Linked DNA regions of Mus musculus: region 2 is linked to region 1. A link is a contact called in public Micro-C data. All regions are on one chromosome and are shown on one strand. The core of a region is the stretch at or near the end of the contact, and the rest is flanking DNA. Distances in the headings are between cores, read along the strand shown.

Region 1 (2,700 bases), core at 48-2,547:
AGTCCCTGAGTTCAATCTCTGGGCTGGCCATGATTGTGAGTACTGACTTCTGCAAGAGTTCCCTTCTCCATGTGCATGCCATGGCATGTGAGTTCCCACAGACAGACAGACATAGAAGTAAAAACTTAAAAACTACAACAACAAATGAATTCAGTATAGTCTCATTAGCTCTCCATCAGATTGAGAAAGAAGGAATGACTTCTTGGGTGAGTGTGTGTGTGTGTGTGTGTGGGGGGGGGGGGATGATCACAGCATTACACCGAAGTTCATGGAATTTCAGAGTTGGGAGAATTTGGAAGCCAGTTTAGTTCACGTGACACAACAAAGTCAGGACTTCTGTTACCAGCATGGTGGGATATTACCCAGATTTCATTAGAAAATGCAAAGGGTGGGAATGTCTTTCCTACCAGGTCTCAGTTCTGTCAGTCACTTTATTCCCTTCAGTTTCCTTAGGTATTAATTAAATATTTTTTCAAAGACTCTTGTTGAGTATTGTTGGACAAATGAAAGGAGACAGGTATAGAGATTGATTAGTCCAGTCATAGAGGAGTATAATGTTGGTTCTACTTAGTTTTTTATACAGCACAGCTATTTAATTTCCAGATTGTCATCAACTTAGAAGGTCTCCCTCTGTATAGGTTTAGCAACATCTTTAGGTTGATCCTTAGTGATAAGAAACATGCTTTTTTCCCCTTTCCCTTGATATCTTCACAGATATCCTATTACAGTTGAAGGAATTGGAGATACGGGAGGAAAATTTTGTTCTATTGTTGAGCTGGAAAGCTGGTATGAGTCAAATGTGAATCTCAAGAACTATTTAGATTGAATGATTGGGTCAAAGATGACTTTCAATCCACAATGTGAAGCTCTGTCCGATGATGGAATGGCTATTTGTGAAAGACAGTGTTCTTTTACATTGGCGATTTCTTCCGTCCTGGAAGGGAGTGTGTGTATGTGTCCTCCCTGCAAAACATCTGAATGAATCTGAACGGTGCTATTCCTGCCACATAATAGGCAATTTGAAAGATCATCTATCGCTATGAGTGACTGGTTACACGGGGATACTATACAAACAGCCAAGCAGCTTTCCTTGAGTACTCAGCCTCTTTTGGAGTGGTGGGGATTAATTTCGGTTTGTCTCTTCAGATGGCCGCGAGATGGCGATGGGGGAGCTCGTTTGTCGCTTGCGGGACGCTCCTGGGCCACCCACGGGGCAGAGAGACTACAACTCCCGGGGTGCTCGGAGAAGGGAGGCGGGGTCTTCTGGTAGGAACGCGAGGGCGGGTCTTCCGGGTGTGTGTTTCCGGCGTCGGCGGCCGCGGCCGGGGACGGTGTGAGAGCGGTAAGATGGCGGCCGCAGCGGTGGTGGAGTTCCAGAGAGCCCAGTCTCTACTCAGCACCGACCGGGAGGCCTCCATCGACATCCTCCACTCCATCGGTAAAGGGCCTGGCGCCGTCCCCGCGGCTCCGCCGTCCCGGCGCGGCCTGTGTGGGTCGGAGGCGGCGGAGAGGGGCCGGGCTAGCCGGCTATGGTGCTGCTGACTCACTGTGTGTGAGGGGGGCCGGGCTGGGGGCGCAGGCCGCTCGGGGACCCCAGGAGCCCCATGGCTTCCAATCGGGCGGGAAGCCCCTAGGCAGCCGGCCCGTCCACCTGCTGCCTGCTGACTCACGGTGGGCGCAGCGCAGCGCAGCGTGGCGAGCGGGCCGGGCCAGGTTCGCTACCCCTCAAGGGTCCCCGATTGTGGCCCGCGCGAGCTGGCCGGGGGCTGAGAGTGGCGGCCCGGGACAGACGGGTCGGAGAGTGTGTTGTTGAGAGGTCCGGGCGACTGCCGCGCAGGACTGACATTTCCCGCCGTTGTTATCAGCACAGGTTGCTCCGGGTGGGAGCGCGAGCGCTTCTCTTGGAGTTTTCTTCCGGGACGCTGGGAGCTGTCGCTTACAGCCAGCCCTCAGCCGCAGCCGCCGGCAGCAGAGGGCCACTTTCTGGGTGTGGGAAGTTGAGGGGTGCCACACGCTTAAGATTGGTATTTGACCGGTGTAGCTTGTGAGCTGAAGTGTCGTCCGAGTGGGACCGCCGGGACAGAGGAGGTGACTCATTTTTCCCAGTAGGGGTTGAAGTTTAGTTCTGAGTTCTGAGAGGCTGTCGTTCAGGGAACTTTTTGGGACCGGCGGGCCGCACATTGCTGGAGAAAAAGAAAAATTTTAATACCATAGCGTGATTGTCTTAAACCGTAGGGCAACAGGAAAGTTGAAGTAGGAACCTCCAGCCGGTCGCTTTCTACTGGGATTCAGGTGTAAATAGAAATAAGTGGTTGATGGCAGAGAAGGCCTTTTAATATTCATTCCTTAAGGGTTCAGTTAGAGAATGAGCTTCCTCCTGTGGTAATGTGAGGTTTTTTTTTTTTTTTTTTTTTTTGGTTTTTTGAGACAGATTTTCTCCATGTAGCCCTGGCTGTCCTGAAACTTACTTTGTAGACCAGGCTGGCCTTGAACTCAGAAATCCGCCTGTCTCTGCCTCCCAAGTGCTGGCGTTAAAGGCGTGTGCCACTATGCCCGCCCGGCGTGAGCTTTCAAATGTAGCCTGGGAGATTCGGATTGGATCAACAAGTTGTTGGTGAATGCAGGTATATGAGGGACTGCCAGGATGTTGATGCTTATGTTGACTTAACTGAGTTGCTGAGTCTTGAATTTCTGTACACA
Region 2 (2,700 bases), core at 3-2,502, 140 kb after region 1:
ATCATCTTTACCCTCACTTCTCTTCTGATTGCTCTACTCTTCGCTGCTTCAGCTCCTCTTTCTTTTTGTAAAAGTTATCCACTGAGTCCAATTTGTGCTGACCATATACTCGTAGGTGTGGGGCCATCCACTGCACAGCATCAACCTACCAGGCGACACACCCTTAAGACTGTCTCTCCTTCCCCTAGGAGCTGTCAGAATCTGTAAATCACTCTTCAGTTAGGGTGGGGGTTCACAGTGCTCCTCCCTCCGGGCTAGAATGCTGACCACAGCTGTGTAAGTTCCGGAGTACAGCAGTCCTCTCTCATCTAGGAGACGCGGCTTTGCTCGGGTCCTCCTTGACCTCTGGGTCTTACAGTCTTTCTGCTTCCTCTTCTATAGTGTTCCCAGCCCTGGCAGGGGGTGATGTCCCACCTGTGGCTGAGCACACCACCAACTGGTATTCTCTGCATTTTCATTGGTTCTGAGTTTCTTGCTAACTACTACTGCACAAGGAAACTTATCAGATGAGTTCTGAGAGCTACGCTAATCTACAACAAATTCTAATTTTTAAAGGTGATTATGCTGGTGAACTTAAAAAGAGGCTATTTAAATTCTTAGAGCAACAGAATGTAGCTTCTCCTTTCCCCCATGATTACCTTTGGCCTTGGTGTGCCATGCAGTGGCTGAGCACTTGGCTTGCACTCTTGGGTCCCTGGGTTCAAACCCTCGCAACCACCAAAAGTGCATGAAGGTAGTTTGAAATTTAAGCTTGTTGGTTGCTGTAGCAGGTAGGGGTCATAGTCTGCTGAGGGTCACTGTAACTGTCATTTTCCTTGTCTGTTTTCCTTCACATTCCCCTTTCTGTTGTGTCCTTACACCTCAACCTGATTGTACCCCCATGTGCATGTCAGACAAAACCGTGCGTCCTAGAAATAACAGCTATAAAATGCAGAATTTTAAAAATGAGCTCCAAGAAGCCACAGATGTTTGGAGCATGTGACTCATAGGCAAAGGCTCAGTGCTTTATGACAAGAGACTAAACAATATGATAGGCTGGGTCATAGTAACAAATTCTCCCCTCAGGGACCACAGAGAACTTCCTGGGAGGAGACCACTGTGTCTCGATTCCCTTTGTGGGGGGGGTCGGGGAAGTGATTTACTCTGTGGTTCTCTCAGCGGAAGACCTCTTCTCTCAGCTGGCTCCAGCCCTCTCAGCACATATCCTAGAAGACCACAGTAACTTGGGCACGTCTGCCCTCCAGAGAGATGTAGGTGTGGCTGAAGTCCAAGTGGCCATGGAATTTCTCCAGGTCCTGCTTGTCTTCTGAAATATACACTGTCTCCTGAATTTCCCATTCTCTACTTCATTTCTTCAGCTTGACTACAGGGCCATAATAATTATGCTCTTTTGATCTCAGCAAATTGATTTGGCTCCTTCTCAATGGAGAACGCTCTGTTCATTCTGTCTTCCCATCGACACTTGGAAGCCAGTTGGGCTGCCTCTTCACAGGGTTCCGTGTAATCTCCCTCTCCCCCAACCCCCACTCTTTCCTCCTTTTCTCCTCCCTCTCTGCCCTCTTGCTCCAGCCTTCTTGTCTCAATAAGATTTAAACCCCAAATCTTACTGGTACTGCTTCATCAGGGACATATCACTGCTTAGGATAAGTGAGAGTTTATCTTCTTGTAAACAACTAAATGCTTGTGCCCCAAGCTGACTGTCCCCTAGGTTACCATGTTGAGAGGATGCCAAGTCTTACAGAGCACAGACATTCTGGGTCAGCAGTATTGGTACTGGGCCAGACAAACTCTAGGGCTTCAGTGTTTCACACCCATTGTTTATCCTAGTCTTTTTGCTATTGTAATAGCATGATATCACAGCATCACAGGCAAGGCAAATGATGAGGAAGCAAGGTTTACTGTGGCATACAACTCTGGTACATCGTTTAGGGGAAGATGTAGAAACATCCTTCTTGCTAATATCTTGTAGAGTACGTGTGAATTCTTAGGTCTTTCTTCCAACACAGCCATCAGTTTTCAACAAGGGCTCTATTCTGAAGACCTTATCCGGTGATAATCGCCTCCTAAAGGCCCCACCTCCAGCCACATACTTTGATTAAGTTTCCAGCCTTGTAGATAGTCACCACCGGGATCCAGTTCCCATGTGGGTCTCACAGGAGCCAAATGGGTCTCAGTGCACAGAAGTTGCTGAGAAGCAGCCTTAGCATTTCCCAGCTGATGCCCAAGGCACCACGCAGCAGAGGTGAACGGGCCGCACTGACCCTTCCAAACTCAGCCCACAGAATCTGTGAGCATGATAAGATGGTGATTTAATTATTTATTTCTCCTGGGTCTGGGTTGCTTTGTTACTTAGCAACAGTCACTGGAATAAAAATCTGGAGAGAAGAGGGGATGCCACTGTAACAGCCTTAACACAGTTGGCATAGGCTTCGGGATGTGAGTAGGAGGTGGAAGAGAAGCCTCCTGGGGGACTCAGGGATGAGTTTCTAGGAGGTGTGAAGTGAAGGCAGCTAGGAAGGGAAGAAAAACAACCTCAGAGCAGTATAAAAGGCATTGTGGTTATGAAGGGGTGGTAATGTGACTACACTGGTGTCAGTGAGGTGGTGGGGACAGAGAATGTCATGGTCCAGATAAGGAGGTTTTAGATAGAGTGAAGGGAATTCCGGCTGGCTTTCTGCTATGAAAAATGTGAGAGGAAAG

The links. Hi-C and Micro-C count contacts between places; a contact is called where the count stands out from the background.
Region 2: a contact with region 1 is called in a Micro-C map of the HL-1 cell line, with 3 times the contacts expected there. The contact joins the enhancer-like site here to the promoter of Psmd11 in region 1. A contact is called at or near these places in 4 of 39 promoter capture datasets (the C10 cell line, the SN4741 cell line, macrophages and 1 more), 1 of 15 datasets of contacts at CTCF or cohesin (large pre-B cells), 5 of 484 Hi-C or Micro-C datasets (CD4 T cells, CD8 T cells, the HL-1 cell line and 2 more), 2 of 115 datasets of contacts at active chromatin or transcription factors (embryonic basal ganglia and memory CD8 T cells) and 4 of 9 other capture datasets (adipose tissue, liver, macrophages and 1 more).

Annotation. Positions count from the first base shown.
Region 1 is chr11:80,427,318-80,430,017 of GRCm38.p6, forward strand. It overlaps Psmd11 (proteasome (prosome, macropain) 26S subunit, non-ATPase, 11), which reads left to right and starts at 1,298. Exons shown (of 14, transcript NM_178616.3): 1 at 1,298-1,438. The coding sequence starts at 1,348.
Region 2 is chr11:80,564,044-80,566,743 of GRCm38.p6, forward strand. The region is part of intron 20 of Myo1d (myosin ID); the gene reads right to left. Among named protein-coding and RNA genes, the nearest start is that of Gm38907, 53 kb to the right of the region's middle. Within about 2 kb of position 1,253, at least 34 of the 459 cell types and tissues checked have an H3K27ac peak or open chromatin away from gene starts, as enhancers often do. A contact at or near this core is called in the HL-1 cell line, where this site is marked.